Linked DNA regions of Mus musculus: regions 2, 3, 4 and 5 are each linked to region 1. The links are chromatin contacts, called in public HiChIP or PLAC-seq and promoter capture Hi-C maps. All regions are on one chromosome and are shown on one strand. The core of a region is the stretch at or near the end of the contact, and the rest is flanking DNA. Distances in the headings are between cores, read along the strand shown. Region 1 holds the start of Abcd3 (ATP-binding cassette, sub-family D (ALD), member 3). Region 2 overlaps Alg14 (asparagine-linked glycosylation 14). Region 3 overlaps Abca4 (ATP-binding cassette, sub-family A (ABC1), member 4). Region 4 overlaps Abca4 (ATP-binding cassette, sub-family A (ABC1), member 4). Region 5 overlaps Gm40135 (a long non-coding RNA gene).

Region 1 (3,172 bases), core at 217-2,716:
ATGTTTTCAATCAGTTTTAGGAACTCTCCTTTCATTATTACAAACTCTTCTCCCCCAAGTTTCCAATGCTTTTATACTGCGCTGCAACTCACTAGTGAAACAATGCCTACCCAAGTCCTCCCACCTGCTAGCAGACTCCTTTGGCCTTAGGGTGTAGCTTTGACGTCATCCTATTTGTCAAGTGTTAAGGAAAAGTTCTAGGAAAATTCTAAATTCTCTTATTGGTATTCTCATAGCACTTAGTTCACTTCTCTAAGCTGACACTTAAACTCATCCATATTTTTCTTCATGTTTTTCTTCTGCACCAGCCTCTGGAGAATAAGGGATTGATTGTTCATACTTGTATTCTCTGTGCCAGGCATACCTAATTACCTAAGTGATTCCCAGGGTAATGGGAAAACACACAAACGGCATATGGAGGATTTGGTACAGGCTCTACTTCTGCGTAACTTAGACTTTTGACGATTGTTGAGCACCTGCACACAGCACACACCACGGTGTGTGGTCTTTGCCATTCTCATAACCATTTAACCATTCACACAGAGAAAACACCTAGGCATCACTGTTTCATTGGTTCCTTTTATGCGTAGGCAACATTTATATATTTTGTGAGGTTTTAGAAGCTTCCTTTCTGACACTTGCTTCTCGACAGTTTCTTAAACTGAAAACAGCCATTCATTAAGTTATTGTGCATGCGCTAGACTAAACGCTAGGGATAACACTTTCTGCATGATAGGGGTGGGACAGGAGAAGAATGCTGTAATCTGTAAAGTTCGTCTGCTTCTGGGAGTAAGGCCAGCATTAATACAACGCACGATTGTTATTTCTGAATGTCCCTTTGCAAAGAACAGAGTTTCTCAAACTTTCTTTGACCAGACCTAACATAAAGAAATACATTTTTTTATCGCCATCCTTGTACATATCTACCAAAAAAGAGTAATTGTTTCTTAAAACTCCTTTTTGTCACGCACTCTGAGCTTTTTCCCACTACATTATTTTTATAAAAAAATTAACAGAGTGGTGGACCCGTCCTCCCAAACCGATTTTACAGAACTAGAGACCTAATCCACGGCGACTTGAAATAAGATTATCTGATTGTAGTCTTTCTTTTCCAGGTCTCCCTTCACTCCTTAAGTTGCAAATATTGACCTTTTTAGTGATGGGGCCGTTCCCCTCCTCCCCCGGCTTCTTTAAGAGGGTGGTACCGACCCATCCAGGGGGTGGCGGAGGGGCAGGGCCCACGGAGTCCGTGGCGCAGGCCCGGCCCGCTCTTCCAGTTCTTGTGAAAGAAAGCTAGGGTGTGTGCAAGCAGAGATCGCAAGGCCGAAGCGTGGGCTGCTGGAGACCGGCGCGGAGGACTAGCGTTGTCTGCCCGCCGCGTTTCCGGCCGAGTCCGCGGGGGTCCGCGCGTGCGCAGAGCGTCCCCCCGGGGAACGACCCTTTCGATCGCCCCGCGCCCGCGCGCGCGCCCGGGAAGCCAAAGTCCACGGTGGGCTCGGCGCGGCGGCGCGCGCCAGGGGGCGTTCCCGCGCGGCCGGCCCCGCCCTCTCTCGGCGCCGAGCTATCCTCCCAGTTTCCCCCGCGGTTCCTGCACTGAGGTTGTCGCCGGCGCGTCCCCTATCCCGCGGCTCGCTCGCCCTGCCGGTGCCATGGCGGCCTTCAGCAAGTACTTGACGGCACGGAACACCTCGCTGGCGGGGGCCGCGTTCCTGCTGCTCTGCCTACTCCATAAGCGGCGTCGCGCCCTCGGCCTGCACGGGTGAGGCTCGCGGCCGCGCCGCCTTCCCCGGGCCCGAGCGGGGAGCTCCGGGCGCGCGCCTTGCCCTTCTCTCCCAGGTCCCGAGCTGCGCGGGTGCCCGCGGAACCGGGCCAGCGGTCCCGGAGCCCTGCGGCCCTCAGCCTGGCGGCCGCCGCGCAATCTCAACACCACGGGAGGGAGGAGGACACGCCGCGTCCCTGCGCCCCCGCGCCCCCTCACCATCTCCCCGTGCATGTCAACTTTATGGGTGCATTCTGGTTTTGCCATCTCATCGCCACTGAACGCTAAGGTTTGCGTTCGTTCGGGATGGGCATTTTACTCGCCAGCTCGACTCCGGAGTAGTGGCGGTGGATAGTAGCCAGGGGCGTTCCTGGGGTTTTCTGGGTCCAGTGGGCACGATTTTCTTCTAAAGCGGTGCCCTCTTTTTCCGGAATTGGTCAGTGAATGCCCTCATTTGGAAAGGTTGAATTGGCTCAGCGGTGTGTGGAGGACAAAGTTTCCTCCGTCGACTTTATAGGTGAAAGGTGAAAGTGTGTTTTAGGTGAAGATCACTTGTTAATTACACCATACAGCTACCTGCCTGGAGAGAATGTTAAAGTTTACTTTGAACTTTTGGGAGATTAGGAAAGAAGGGAGAATTGAGTTCTGGGGGTGGGATTACAGGCACAATTTTAACTTCTTGTCGCCCATTTGATTTCAGCGAGCGACAAAGAAAAGGTTACTTCCTAACTAAGCATTCTTACTAGTGTTTGGATATTTAGTGTCCAATCTTAGAATAATGCTTTCATGCATTTTATTTCATCAACCCTCTGGGTAGGTACTATTTATTGTCTCCTGCTTTTGGTTTGCTCGGACTATCTTATTATTAGAATTTGGCCTAAAATACTAGCAGAGAGCTCCATGTATCCTTTCATGAAGTATTTTCTGTCTTATCTACTTTGACTTGCTCATTGGCTGCAGCATTGGCCCTTCTCTTCCTAAATCAGCTTTACAAAATAATGATATGCCTCTCCTTCACATACTATTCGTCCTTTTTAAGGGTTCTTGGAGGGGGACGATTAATTTGAAATATTTTTCTATTAGATCGTGCCCTTTCTGAACTCTCATTTGGGATTAGAAGTTATCAGTTACTTGGAATGTGCCGATAGAACATAGTAAATGCTTTACATTTAATTACTTGAATTAGTCTTTGTAGGGAAGCGTTTCAGCGCCTAGAGTAGGTATTTTAGTAGTGAGGGAACTTGACTGCTAACAACTCTGACTGATTTAAAAGCAGTTCTCAAGCCGGGCATGGTGGCGCACGCCTTTAATCCCAGCACTCGGGAGGCAGAGGCAGGCGGATTTCTGAGTTCGAGGCCAGCCTGGTCTACAGAGTGAGTTCCAGGACAGCCAGGGCTACACAGAGAAACCCTG
Region 2 (3,172 bases), core at 232-2,731, 480 kb after region 1:
TGGCTGGTTGTCAAGCTTTTCCTTTAAAGATGGAACTAACATAGCCTAGGCTGGCCTGGGGTTCATGATTCCCCTGCTCTAGCCTCTGGGGTGCCGGGGAAGCAAGGTGACACCATCTCACTCAGTCTGTCTACTGTTTCATTAGAACATCCAACACATCAAAAATGTATCAAAAAGAAAGGATGGACAGAAGGAAGGGGAGGGAGGGAGGGAGGAATCCTTAGAGAAACTCCAGGGACTAATTCAGAGGGAGCCACAGTTTGCCAAGGAACAGTTACACAGTTACACACTCTACTATTCTATCCTTTCTACCCGCCCCCGCCCCCCCCCACAACTGTAAGCAGTCACTACACAGCTGCAGTAGGTGCTAGCAATTTCTCCTTCCTGTCCCCCTTCTATCCAACCTCTCACCTCGGGTACTAGCTGAACTCCAACATGCTCTGAACACCTTAATAGGTTCTCAGGTAGCCAAGCTGAGTGCTGCTTTTACCCTTCCTTAAAGAGCCACAGTCTGTCTGTCCTCAGATCGGTACAAGTTCCCCTCTGCTCCCATACGGGCTCTGGTGACAGTCTGCATCAGCCCCTCTAGAAGCTCCACTACATCTGCCATCAGCTGTGCAAGCCCGCTCCCTCCCTTCTTCTTAACCAAGAGCAGAGGAGGATGGTTAAAAGTCCAGAAAAAGAACCACCTTCCTGAATTGAAACTATGTCTGAATACAGCTGATGGCGCTCAGGGACCTTTTTAGGTGGGAAGAGCCAGACTGCCTGGAAGACTTACTTGTGCATTTGAGGTCATTTTCAAACACTTCCTCCCTCTCTTCCACACTCTGCTCTCAAGTAGCCACTAGCACTTCCCACCTTCCTGTCCACAAGGACAGCTCTCTCCCAGGCTCATGATCTCTGACCACACGTCTGTTCCTTCTTGGAAAGCAGTGCGTTCTCGCCCGCGTGTGCACACATTTGTGCACACCATGTGCAAGCAGGTGCTTGTGGAGGCTAGAAGAAGACATCGGATCCCTGGAAGAGTAGTTACAAGTGATTATGAGCTGCCTGGTAATGGGCACTGGGACCCCCAGGTCTGTTCCTCTAGAAGAGCAGCCAGTTCTAACCACTGAGCTTCTCAGCTCCACACTTTCCCTTTTCTTCTAACTTTAGCTGGCTTTTTCTACTGCAGTTGTACTGCCACCTTAAGAAAATACACTAGCTTTCCCCTTTGAAAGGAGGAGGCACCATCAGGCCCATGTCTAACATGTGCCTAACAGGCAGGAAGAGCAACAGCTCAGAGAGAGATGCAAGCGAAGCCAGCTGAGGGATGGAAACGGCAGACAACGTGCTGGATTCTGCAGAGGAAAAAGGCAATGCTTGCCAAGTGGAAAAAGGATCAACTTAGAAAGAAAACTTATTTCAAACGTCAGAGTCCTTCCTTGAATAGGGAAGTAACAACAGTTCAAAGCAGCCGCCAGTCAGCCATAGCCTTACTTTGACACCGATTCTGTTCTGAGCCCTCTCACAATGTGAAACAGAAACTGTAAGCTTAAATTAAATGCTCGATGTGTGGGCAGAGTGGCTACAGACTCACCCAGCCAGAGTGTCAGTGTTGTTGGTAACTCAACTATGAATCTGTTAGTCCTAAGGATACTTGAGAGGATCCACACATCCAGTGGACTCTGCTCACTACAGAACTTGTTAGAAACATGTATGTCCGTGGGAAGGTTGCATATGTGACAGACAGCAAGCAGGGAGAGAGGAATATTATTATCTTCATGTATTACAGATGACTGGGCAGGAGAGGAAACGCAACTGAAGAAAACTAAACAAGTGGTTTTCAAAATGATCTCGTTTATCCTGCACACGGAGCAGAGGACAGTGTGATAGAATCCTTTCTGTTTGGATTGGCTTGGAAAGGCTTATGCTTAGCTCCACTTACAGACAGGCAAGCGGGTAAGGCAGACAAGCTTCGCGCTCTGAGCTGCCGCACTGCTAGCCCGGCAGGCACGTGGGCCTGAGGGAGCCTCTTCCTTTCATGGGGAAAGCTAGTGCATGTTCTTAAGGGAGCAGAATGACTACAGTCGAAATGAAACCTGAAAGTGGAAGAAAAATAAACAGCTCTGTGATTTGGACTTTACTTGGTTCTGGCTGAGAAGTCCCTCCTTCTAATAATGTGTTTGCCTGCACACACTATGCACATATATGCCTGTCTAAACAAGGCGACTTGAAACCTATGACACCACCTCAGGCATCGGGCTACCCATAAGCTCCGTTTTGGACAATGTGATAACTTCCTCTGCCAACAGTAATCTGTCCATTCAAATACATTTCCACTTCACCCAGTACAAAAAAATGGAGAGTCTAGCCGGGTGTGGTGGCGCACGCCTTTAATCCCAGCACTTGGGAGGCAGAGGCAGGTGGATTTCTGAGTTCAAGGCCAGCCTGGTCTACAGAGTGAGTTCCAGGACAGCCAGGGCTACACAAGAGAAACCCTGTCTCGAAAAACAAAAACAAAAACAAAAAAACCCAAAAAAACAAAAAAACAAAAACCAAAGGAGAGTCTAATCCAGTGCAAACAGGTTTTAGGTGCATGACCAGTAAGGCAAAGCTGCAATCTCAGGTGGCTTTTAAGGAGAATCCCCCTATTTGTCATCTCATGCCTCTGCATAGTGGTGTGTACCTATGCTTAAAAGCAGATGCATTATGGGAACAGATGTGTGCAATAAAAAAATTATTATTATTATTATTATTTTGAGACAGGGTTTCTCTGTGTAGCCTTCACTGTCCTGGAACTCACTCTGTAGACCAGGCTAGCCTCAAACTCAGAAATCCACCTGCCTCTGTAGAGAAATTATTGTAAGACCTAATCTACCAATCAAGCCAGAGAACTCCTTTCATTATGACCCTTAGCAGCCAAACTCCTACTTCTTTTGAACCCCATGAAAGAAAGCCTCCACCAGTTACCAGGGCCCTTGAGTATCTTCACTCTATGGACCCACTGCCAATCTTTTTTAAAGATTTATTTTATGTATATTGTACACTGTACACTGTAGCTGTCTTCAGACACACAAGAAGAGGGCATCATATCCCATTACAGATGGTTGTGAGCCACCATGTGGCTGCTGGGAATTGAACTCAGGACCTCTGGAAGAACAGTCAGTGCTCTAAACTGCTGAGCCATCTC
Region 3 (3,172 bases), core at 313-2,812, 310 kb before region 1:
GATCACTAATGAATAAAATGCCCCACAGGCTTGCCTGTAGCCTGATCTTACGGAGGCATTTTCTCAGGTGAGGCTCCCTCTTCTCCAGTGGCTCTAGCTTGTGTCAAGTTGACATGAAACCAGCCAGTATACAACAGGGGTTTCTGACAGATATTTTGTTTTCCTGTGGTGCTGGGGGCAGAACCCAGGGTGATGGATGGGCCAGGCAAGTGCTCTTCCAATGAGCCCCACCCCTGCCCAGGAGTATCTCAACTCCAGCTCACTTACTGATGAAACAGGATGTTGTGTTGTGGACACATGCCCAGGCTCTGCCGTACTACATCCAGGTTGGTTTCAATGTCTTTTCCCCCAATGAGCACAGTTCCTGACGTCGGTGGCAACAGTCCTGTCAGGATGGACCTGCCGAACACAGGGTTAAGTGGCAGAAGAGATGGTTGTTAGAACTCACCAGGGGATGAGGGTAACCCCATACAGGGTCAGAAGGATGCTTGTAGTGACACCTGCCCTATCTCTCTATCAAACTCAAACCTGATGTAGCTGAGGGGCCCAGAACATTTCCACACAGGGTTTACTTAGCACCAGTGCCTTGCTTCAAGTCCTAGTGCCTAGACCACAAGGGCCTTCTTTCTCTACTTTTTATTTCCAAGTGTTCCTGGGCCAGTATCAAGAGCCTCGGGGATTCCCAGACTCAGACACCCCACCCCATCATCACCCAGCCATCATTGCAGCGGTCAGTTGTAGTGCCCACTGGATGGCCACTGTGGTGGTCAGTTGTGGTGCCCATTATGACTGTCTGTCAGAGTGATATTCACGGATGTGGTCAGCTACAGTGTTCACTGTTGTTTTACTCTGTGGTCAGCGGTAGTGTCCACCGTGAAGGTCTGTCATAGTGGTTGCTCCGTGGCTATTGATGTGGCCAGCCATTGTGGCCACTGTCGTAGTCACAGTTGTGGTCAGTTAAAGGGATTTAGGACCCAGCCCCACTGCTTTGCCTGGGCGTGCAGCCCTTGACAGTGGAGAAGCAGGGTTGGTGACTCTCCAAAGCTCAGTTGATGCCAGTGAGAAGCTGGGCAGCCTGTCTGCTGACTGGCTAACACAAACAAATTCGTTTGGGAATTCCAAATGTAAAAATGTGAACAATGTTGTGATTTCTCTTTTCTTTCTTCAATTATACAAAACATGTCTCCCACCTGCTTGGGTAGTTGTCTAAGTTAAGTGAATCGAACATGCTTGAAAAACAAAACAAAACAAAAACAGGCCCCAGCACAAAGTGAAACTTAAAATGTTATGCTATTCCCAGCATTAGGACAGCGCTTGTGTTCCGACCCCAGTGGAAGTTTAGTTTCTGCACTGAGTGAAGTAATGTGTTTGTCTTCTAGAGGTCCTGGGGTCTCGAATGGAGTTTCCTGTCCTCCCACCACGTGAGTTAGCAAGGAGATAGCCTTAGGATGCCACGCCCAGTTCTGTCCCAAGTTCTGATAAAATCGCATGCTATCTGAACCTGTACTTCGAAGCTGAAATGTTGATCAACCACTAGAGGGAAACAGTACCAAGCCCAATGGCACCAGCCCCGCATTCCATTCCCATTGAAAGGCCCGGGAGCACATTCCGGAGCAGGGTGTACACTGCTGTTCCTTCCCGGGGCTCTGCAAGCCAAGGATTTGATGGCTGCTGTCACATGGCTTGTTGACCCCTACCCCTCCTCCACCGGCCCATCGGCCCATCGGAGGTCTGCACCGGAGCCCTGACTGCCTGTTCTCAGCAGGTGGCGCTCGCACCCCTTCCAGAACTAAAGGATGGATGGAGGAGTCCACCCAGAGCCTCAAAGCTTCCTGCCCTTGGCCTTCTGCCAGGCAGCGAGTCTACTTCACTGTTCTCCCTACACTTTCTCAGAAAGGTAGCCATCCCATCAGAGGTCCCACACCAGCACTAAAGCATCCTAATTATTAATTGGTAGGAAACGGAGTGCTACATAAAAATAGCCCGGGGACATGGGCAGCCACGGCTTTTTATCCTCACCGTGGGAGGTGTGTGTGAGTGTATATGTTTCCACCGAAATTCAGTAAGGAAGAACAGAGTGGAGTTATTGGGGAGAGAGAATGAAGCCGGGGAATGATAGGATGGGAGACAGCCTCTCTGGCAGAGAACTCACAAGGTGGTGGTCTTTCCCGCTCCGTTGTGACCCAGGAACGCCGTGATTTGGTTCTCATAGAAAGTGATGTTCAGACGGTCCACAGCTGGCCGGCCACTGGGCTCAAAAACCTTCACCAGGTTCTTCACACACACACCAGGCACCAGCCCTGGAAGCTCGCGTTCAAAAAAGGAGTCTTGGAGGGAAAAACACATTGTAGAAACACCACATGTTAATGACGCCGTGCTTCATGAACACACTGCTTCCTTCAGACCTGTGCTCTGGCTGTAACTTCACCTGCCCATGTGGCTGCAGCTTTGTGAAGAAGATCAAAACAGGAGTAGTCATAGTTGCACTGGCCATAGATTTCACACTTACTGTGAGTTAGGCACTGTTTCCAATGTTTCCCAACAAATCCCTCACTTCACACATATAGTCCTATAGGTAGATATAACTAGGCTCTTTTCAATAGGTTAGAAAGCCCAAGACTGAGAGACATCAAGTGTTCTATCAAGGCTACATGGTGTACAAGTGGCAAGTATGGGCCCAGGGTCCATACCCATCTGAAATAGCTCCTGTCTATTATTGAGTTAACCCCGAGTTCCGTCTTTGCTTCAAGGCTCAGTCTATCGGATCTTCATAGGTTTCTGGCACCAGCCCTGACTCCTCAAGCCAGGACAACCTACTCTTCCTCATCGTAACTCCTTCCTCCCCATGCTCCGTGCCCTTTCCAGTATCAACCAACCTACTCTCCCCCTCCCCGTGACCCCCCACCCCCCACCACAGCATCTTTTCCGAAGTTCACTTATAGAGTCAAGATTACTGTCAGAGTATTAAGTCTAATTAACTAATGGTCCCTTGCTCTGTCCCCAACTCCCGTTGCATTGTCTGCCTGTGTCTCCTGGCCACAACTAAAGCTGAAATGGAACCTTATCATACCACTCTGGGAGGAGGATCTTCTAGAGTTACTTTAGCCTGCAAACCAGCTCTGTGAGGATTCAGGTCTCCAACATCAGCTTTGCAAAGTGGTACCTGAGGGGC
Region 4 (3,172 bases), core at 430-2,929, 290 kb before region 1:
CTCCGGTCTCCGCGTGGTCATGAAACAGACTGGGAAACCTACGTAGACAGTGAGTGAGGCCCTTAGGCAAGAAGAGGAGAGGGGAAGAGATAACGATACATGGCTGGGGGGGAGGCAGGGAATTGAGGGTGCTGGCTCTCTAAGGGTCCTGCCTTGCTTGAAAGGTGAGGAATTACCTGTCTTGCTGTCTTTAATGCTCAGCTAACTAGTCCAAGCACTTGCTCACCAACAGGAGGAGAGCAGAAACAATGAAGCCATTTTTTTTTTAAAGACTGTCTTCTCCACCCGGCTTACCATGATGAACAGCGTCAGGAGGAAGATACTCAGCGCCATGATGGAGAAGCTATCCAGGAACCAGGTACACCAGATGACAGCATTAGAGACGCCTTGGTTTTTCAAGGTCTCCTTCAGCCTCAGCTCCTTCTCCAAAACAATGCCCTTAACGGTCATGGAGACAGAGTAGATCCACGCCAGCACCATGAAGATAGGGAAACAGCGATTCAGGATGATCATGAAGCTGAAGCGAGAGGAAAAAGCAGAACAGAGCCAGCTGTCCCTGGTAGAATCAACGTAAAATACTTATTGAATGGAGAGTTGAGAATGAAGCCCGAAGGGAAGGAGAGCAGAAAAATAAATCGTTGGACCCTCACTGGGTTGAGCCCTCTTAAATACCTTTCTCATTTGTCATTTCTTTCTTTAAGGCAAAATGGAGCCGTTCTGGACAGCCCAGATGGAGGATGCTCTATATGTGTAGGAATAAAACATACCATCTCTTTATAGTATATATGCCATATAGTATATTTAGATCTTCCCCATGAAGGCTTGTGGGAAAGACTGTAGACCTGATGGTGTGGGTTGTGATCTGAACAAGGCAATGATCCAATAGTCATTGATTCCGAGAGCCATCCATTCGTAAGTGGAGTAGATCCTGGGATAGGCTCTCGGCAAGCAGGACGGATTTGACACGATGGAATCACATTAGGGTAAGCGTTACAGGTTTCCCCTGTGAATAATGCACTGGTAAAGCCCTTGGGATTATTATCTATTGAAACTGTTGGGTGTTGTCAAAGGAAGGGCCCAGTGCCTAGCGTGGGAGGATAGTTTCACTCAAAATGGCCCTAGGGAGGGAACCAACCAACCAAAAATCATGCACTTCCGAGGCTGGCCGCCAGAGGGCTCTCCCATACTGAATGACTCCGATTCCCACAGGTTCTCCACACTCACCCGTTTTCCTGCCAGCCCCTCCCCTTCTGACCCTGCAAGTGGACCTGGGCTCTCCTTCCCATCTCTGCCTCTTATCCAAAGTAAAACTAACTTCTGAACAGCGACCGTTATCTCTGCAGTCTTCTGCAGAGCTGGAGACCTGATGGGGCCACAGTGTCGAGCACTGCTTTCCCGTGTGTACACTGGGCTTTATTTTACAATCTCTCCAGCTGGCCACGGGACTCTTTTCACCACGTTTTGCCATCTCTGCTTCCCGGATCCCACAGTCACACACACTCGTGCTACAGTGACTTTCCCGTGATCTCAACACCCCAGGAGTTAAATTCCTTAGCCAACTATAGGTCAGGGAGTGTTTCTGACCCCATCTACCATGATAATAAGCCTTCTGAGCACCTCTCCCCCTCTGTCCCTTTCTCCACCACTCCAAAATCTATTTTCAACAAAACAGCAGGCTGTTTGCTTAGCATGCTACTGGTCAAAGGGCGGACAGGCGTTAGGATGGGGGTGGTCAGAGAGGGAGGCCAGAGCTCATCCAACAACACATTCCTCTACCTTTTCACCAAACACACATCATAGGAATGTTAATTGGGGAAGGAGCTGCATTATTCTGAGGCTCCTAGGTACCAGGCCTTCTTGCCACGCAGTCTGAATCTGCTGATCTGGCAATCACTGGGAAAACGCCCTGACCAGAACCTTCCACATACCAAACATACTACGAAGTGGAAATTTAAACAGCGGGCATCCCCCCACTTCAACCTCACTCCTATTGTTTGAACCTCCAATTTCCCTTTTGTACCCCCGACACCCTATCATTTATTTCCCCCTCTGCTTCCGTCTGGAGTGCAGAGCCAGCATCTTCTTCGGTCAGAACCCTATGCTCCCCAGTCTTCCCTCATCACTGGGGTTCCTTCGGGAGATGCTGAAGCCTTGAGAGCACCCCCATTTACTGCTTTTTCAGCTCAGGGAGGAAGATAGAGGTCTGGGACTCACGAGTCATCCACAAAGCAGGGATAAGGCATCTGTTGGAGATAGACTCCAATTGGAGGCTCTGCCTGCATCTGACTCTTCACGATTCCTTGCTCCACCATGTCCTGTAGATAGGCAAAACCTCCCCAGATGTACCGGAAATCTTCGACAGGATCCGCCCTGGGACCAGAATCCCAGTACCTAAGAAGGCACAGGATGAAGGGGGAAGGATGTAAGTGCGAGTGGGTAACTCACTCACTTCACAAGCCCAGGTTACCCCACAACTCGGTCCCTTGACGAATTCTCCTCAAGCTGTGGTCCTCAACCTTCCTAACGTGGCGATCGTTTAATAATGCAGCGCCTTGTGCTGGGGTGACCCATCCCCCAAGCATAAAATTATTTTTGTTGCTACTTCTTAACTGTAATCTTGTTACTGTTAGAAAAATATAAATATCTGTGCTTTCTGATGGTCTGGGGCCAGCCCTGTGAAAGGACTGTGACCCACAGGTTGAGAAATGATGTCCTACATGTTTCCCAAACTAGCCAGCTCTACTTTGGGGTCACAGTGCTAACTCCGATGGCCATGACTCACGAGGTGATTGCTTCGGTCTACCTCCATCTGCACAAATCATACTTTCTCCCATTTAGCTTCCCTTCGTTGATCCATAGGCTGCATTTGCCCTTAATCCTCTACTCGCTACCAAATATAATTCACCATGAGTTTTGGAGAAACCTTTCAAGACTGAGCCATCACCTGTCTTTGATCTTATTGGTCTTCTCCACCACATCTATGTCCATCCGAATCTTGTACTTCACATGAGGAGGTAAGGAGCTGGCCCAGGGATACATGCCAGGGAACACCACTCCGGCCCAGAACCTGTTCTCCTCCAGGAGAGACAGGGCTCGTTGGGTGAGCTGCACTTCATCATCATAACTTTCAAACTTATCCAGGACCAGACACTGTGGATGGAGGATCACAAAG
Region 5 (3,172 bases), core at 384-2,883, 260 kb after region 1:
TGGCAAGTAGTCTTTTCATTTCTAAAAGCAAAATGAAACAAAAAACAAAGGTGAGTTGGATTGCAAACAGTAACTGTGCTCTTGTAGAGACCTCTTCCAGGAAATGGCTGGATGTCTCGGGTAGCCTCTCACCACCTTCCAGGCGTTAGCCTGTCAGGAGCCGGGCTTCTCAGAGACATCCTGAGTAACTGCTCTTACAGATACTCCAAGGTGAGAAAGCTCACAACGGGCAGAGAAAGTAGTTTCACCTGGAACAAATGTCATCACGTACTCCTGCTGGTGATTAAGAATAGCCGGTAACCTGGAAGCAAGGCCCCACCCTAAGCAAACACTCTAATGTGGGTTCTCTGGTGTCAGTGTCCTGGTCGTCTTGGTTCTCCCAGGCACACACCTACTTTTGCTGCTTAGTTTGTTCTTGTCCTTCAGATTCACTTGGGAACGGGACTCTGGGGACCTGACCTCCCTCTGCTGTAGACACACTCTGGGTCCTTCTTACTCAAGCGTGGCAGCGGACGCATCCAATCAGCCTCCTCGAGTGTGTCCCATGAGCCTGACTCAATGTGGCAAAGGAAGGGTTGACAGAAGTTTTCAGGGCAGATGAAAAGTGACCGAAAGAGAACTTTGCTAGGAGTTGGAAAGGTAGAATCCTCCTTCCCATTAACTCCCAGGTGAGGGAAGGTCACGGACTGCCTCAGGCTGAGGGAGCAGCCGGGAGAATGCGCCAGCCACGCCCTTGGGAAAGAGAGCATTTCCCACTAGAGTATTTCTCCACTCAGAGACAGTAACCATCACTGATAAAACGTTTGTAATTTTTTCCCATTTGATCAGTGGGACACACGTGTCACTTAGTGTGCGGCATTGTTGCAATACGCCTGCTGCAATAAGGCCAGCTCCTCACTGGGAAAGTGCCCTCAGGGCCCCAGGCACCTTGTGAGCTTCACAAAGAGGTGAACAAAACAGATTTGGTTCCAGCAGTAGGGGACGTGGGTGTGGGAGGAGCTGAAATGAGTCCCCTAAGTGGTTGAGAAGAGGCTGTGATTAGGGCTCTCAAGGAAAAGTAGACCACAGAGGAATGTCTCTGCCTGAAGAGGCTGGGAAACCGCGCATGCTCAGACTTGGCTTTTCCCTCCCATTCCTCTGGATGGAGGGTTGGAGGTTGCCCCACAGAAATAAGGCCTGGGCCTTCCGGAAGTCCTTCTTTGCCCATCGTCAGAAGTGCAGGTGAGGCAGGGAGACGTGACAAGAGGCCTGTGACTGTGAGTCACAAGGAAGTCAACTCTGGGACCCAGCAAACAAGTAAGGCTGTCATTTGGACTGCAGAAAGGATTGTACAAACCCCCTCCAGCAAACAAAATCAATCACTTAAAAAGAAAAGGCTAGCCCTTCAGAGAATTCCTCCCTTCCCTTTGGAGTGGAAACTGGGATTCTTGGGCCTTAGGCTTGCTTGAGCACCTGCCTGCAGAGCGAATCCTGCTTTCATTCACTCTAAGGCCATCTTGGTTTTCCCAAGTACCTTATGAATCACTGGGTCCTTTGTTTGTGACACAAAGGCACAGAGATAGTGATGGGCGTTCGGAGCCTCCCTCTTCCTGTTCCGGAGGCTTCTCCACTTAATGCAAAGATCTGCAATCACATGCTTTGTGGCCACGATGAATAAGTCTTCTCTTTCAGCTTTTCACATCAGGCTGTCTGTTAACTGGTGTGCTGAGGATGGGCGGCGACCTCGGGTTGTTAGGGCTGGAGACCCAGGCTCTGAGCCTAACAGCTACACTAGCAAAGTAGTAAGACATCGATACTTAAGTTGTATTCACAAGAACCAAGGCTGTACCAGACCACAAACTGTGACCTAAACAGAGACTAACAGGGCGATGGGTCATCAAAGAAACAGTAGCCAAGTAAGTAGTTACTGTTAACTTAGCTGTGGTATTACAGCCAATGGCCCCAACAGGAAGGTGCCTGGTGCCAACTTGGGTACACAGCTGGCAAGCTGTAGTCTAATTTTATAATCTAGACATTATGCTGAGCAAATTAGAATTTTAAAATTAGTCTTTGGTGTTGTTTTAACCACAACCTATATGTTAAAACTTATTTTCAATTCAGGAGTTACATTTAGCACGTACAAAGGAAAGCCGAGACACAGGTATCAAAGCTCTAAGGAACTAAGTTTCTATCCCAACAAGGTAAGATATTCCTACCAGTCTCTGTAAGGGTGAATGACTGAAAGTTCAAAACAGCTCCTACAAAAAAAAAAAAATTATAATTACATAAAATTTACATGGGGCTGGTGAGATGGCTTAGTGGGTAGGGGTGCTTGCTGCCAAGCCTGGTGACATGAGTTCAGCCCCTGGAATCCCCATGATAGAAGGACACACCTACCTCCACTCGTTGTCCTATAATGTCCTCATTCGTGCAGTAATGTGCACATCTGTGCACAGGTGAGCACACACATACATACATGCAAATAACAAAAATTTAAATGTATATACATAAGAACTCTAGAAGGAAAACATTAAAATACAGCAGTAGTTATTTACATAATTACACTGATGATTTTACAATTTCCACATTTAAAATTTTATTTGATAGATGCCAATTAATTTGCAATAAACTTTTTAAAACATGTGTTAAAATATACGATAACCTTATTTTCTTTAGGGTATTATTCAGGCCTACAGCCTTATTCACTGTGGCCTCACTTTCTCTCCTTACATATATTTGAATGAAGGATTAGACAGAAAATTTGACCTATAATAAGACTAACGAATGAAATGTTTGGGTTGAGCTCAGATTTCCTAACCAAATACTACAATAAAAACATTTGGGCTTTCTTTGTTTAAGATTTTTTAATTTTAAAGATGTTTAATTGTTTTATTTTATTTAATCTGGATATTTTGACTATGTGTATGTCTGTGTACCACATACATGGTTGTACGTTGTCATGTGGGTGCTGGGAATTGAACCACTGGTCTTCCTCTGGAAGACCAGCAAGTTCTCTTAACTACTGAGCTGTCTCTTCACCTCTGTTTGGAGTGTCTTAGAAAGAGCTACAGCAGATACAGGCATATACCTGAGGGCTGAATTTTGAAGATCAACTTGGGTTACACAATGAGACTCAAAAAAATAATAATAATAAAAAGATAAAGAAAAAGGGGGAAAGAAAAGAAAAGTGAGT

The links. Promoter capture Hi-C pulls out the DNA fragments that hold promoters and counts their contacts. HiChIP or PLAC-seq counts read pairs in DNA pulled down with a chosen protein or histone mark.
Region 2: a contact with region 1 is called in a promoter capture Hi-C map of hippocampal neurons, with 2.0 times the contacts expected there. The contact joins the enhancer-like site here to the promoter of Abcd3 in region 1. A contact is called at or near these places in 6 of 39 promoter capture datasets (the C10 cell line, the HPC-7 cell line, hematopoietic stem and progenitor cells and 2 more) and 6 of 115 datasets of contacts at active chromatin or transcription factors (differentiating embryonic stem cells, embryonic limb bud, embryonic stem cells and 2 more).
Region 3: a contact with region 1 is called in a promoter capture Hi-C map of liver. The contact joins the enhancer-like site here to the promoter of Abcd3 in region 1. A contact is called at or near these places in 13 of 39 promoter capture datasets (the 3T3-L1 cell line, 3T3-L1-derived adipocytes, the SN4741 cell line and 8 more), 1 of 15 datasets of contacts at CTCF or cohesin (the NIH/3T3 cell line), 1 of 484 Hi-C or Micro-C datasets (adipose-derived mesenchymal stem cells), 11 of 115 datasets of contacts at active chromatin or transcription factors (the NIH/3T3 cell line, bone marrow-derived macrophages, embryonic stem cells and 4 more) and 1 of 9 other capture datasets (adipose tissue).
Region 4: a contact with region 1 is called in a promoter capture Hi-C map of liver, with 2.4 times the contacts expected there. The contact joins the enhancer-like site here to the promoter of Abcd3 in region 1. A contact is called at or near these places in 3 of 39 promoter capture datasets (liver and pre-B cells), 9 of 115 datasets of contacts at active chromatin or transcription factors (the NIH/3T3 cell line, bone marrow-derived macrophages, embryonic stem cells and 2 more) and 3 of 9 other capture datasets (adipose tissue, embryonic stem cells and macrophages).
Region 5: a contact with region 1 is called in an H3K27ac HiChIP or PLAC-seq map of embryonic stem cells, with 7 read pairs. The contact joins the enhancer-like site here to the promoter of Abcd3 in region 1. A contact is called at or near these places in 22 of 39 promoter capture datasets (the 3T3-L1 cell line, 3T3-L1-derived adipocytes, the C10 cell line and 14 more), 1 of 15 datasets of contacts at CTCF or cohesin (the NIH/3T3 cell line), 5 of 484 Hi-C or Micro-C datasets (CD4 T cells, bone marrow-derived macrophages, embryonic stem cells and 2 more), 25 of 115 datasets of contacts at active chromatin or transcription factors (DN3 thymocytes, acute myeloid leukemia, bone marrow-derived dendritic cells and 14 more) and 2 of 9 other capture datasets (adipose tissue and macrophages).

The regions. Positions count from the first base shown.
Region 1 is chr3:121,813,596-121,816,767 of GRCm38.p6, reverse strand. It overlaps Abcd3 (ATP-binding cassette, sub-family D (ALD), member 3), which reads left to right and starts at 1,466. Exons shown (of 23, transcript NM_008991.3): 1 at 1,466-1,759. The coding sequence starts at 1,650.
Region 2 is chr3:121,328,685-121,331,856 of GRCm38.p6, reverse strand. The region is part of intron 3 of Alg14 (asparagine-linked glycosylation 14); the gene reads right to left. Among named protein-coding and RNA genes, the nearest start is that of Gm33310, 17 kb to the left of the region's middle. Within about 2 kb of position 1,481, at least 112 of the 459 cell types and tissues checked have an H3K27ac peak or open chromatin away from gene starts, as enhancers often do. A contact at or near this core is called in the HPC-7 cell line, hematopoietic stem and progenitor cells, hippocampal neurons and 2 more, where this site is marked.
Region 3 is chr3:122,120,786-122,123,957 of GRCm38.p6, reverse strand. It overlaps Abca4 (ATP-binding cassette, sub-family A (ABC1), member 4), which reads right to left. Exons shown (of 50, transcript NM_007378.1): 19 at 2,153-2,327; 20 at 268-399. All of the region lies in intron 2 of Gm40138 (a long non-coding RNA gene), which reads left to right. Among named protein-coding and RNA genes, the nearest start is that of Gm40138, 4.1 kb to the left of the region's middle. Within about 2 kb of position 1,562, at least 175 of the 459 cell types and tissues checked have an H3K27ac peak or open chromatin away from gene starts, as enhancers often do. A contact at or near this core is called in the NIH/3T3 cell line, the SN4741 cell line, adipose tissue and 6 more, where this site is marked.
Region 4 is chr3:122,102,653-122,105,824 of GRCm38.p6, reverse strand. It overlaps Abca4 (ATP-binding cassette, sub-family A (ABC1), member 4), which reads right to left. Exons shown (of 50, transcript NM_007378.1): 12 at 2,945-3,150; 13 at 2,215-2,391; 14 at 295-517. Gm40138 (a long non-coding RNA gene) reads left to right here. Exons shown (of 3, transcript XR_001783974.2): 3 at 272-669. Among named protein-coding and RNA genes, the nearest start is that of Gm40138, 22 kb to the left of the region's middle. Within about 2 kb of position 1,679, at least 52 of the 459 cell types and tissues checked have an H3K27ac peak or open chromatin away from gene starts, as enhancers often do. A contact at or near this core is called in adipose tissue, liver and pancreatic cancer cells, where this site is marked.
Region 5 is chr3:121,557,477-121,560,648 of GRCm38.p6, reverse strand. Gm40135 (a long non-coding RNA gene) reads right to left here. Exons shown (of 4, transcript XR_867598.2): 2 at 2,196-2,237; 3 at 1,514-1,770; 4 at 1-21. Among named protein-coding and RNA genes, the nearest start is that of Gm40135, 14 kb to the right of the region's middle. Within about 2 kb of position 1,633, at least 44 of the 459 cell types and tissues checked have an H3K27ac peak or open chromatin away from gene starts, as enhancers often do. A contact at or near this core is called in the SN4741 cell line, differentiating embryonic stem cells, embryonic stem cells and 3 more, where this site is marked.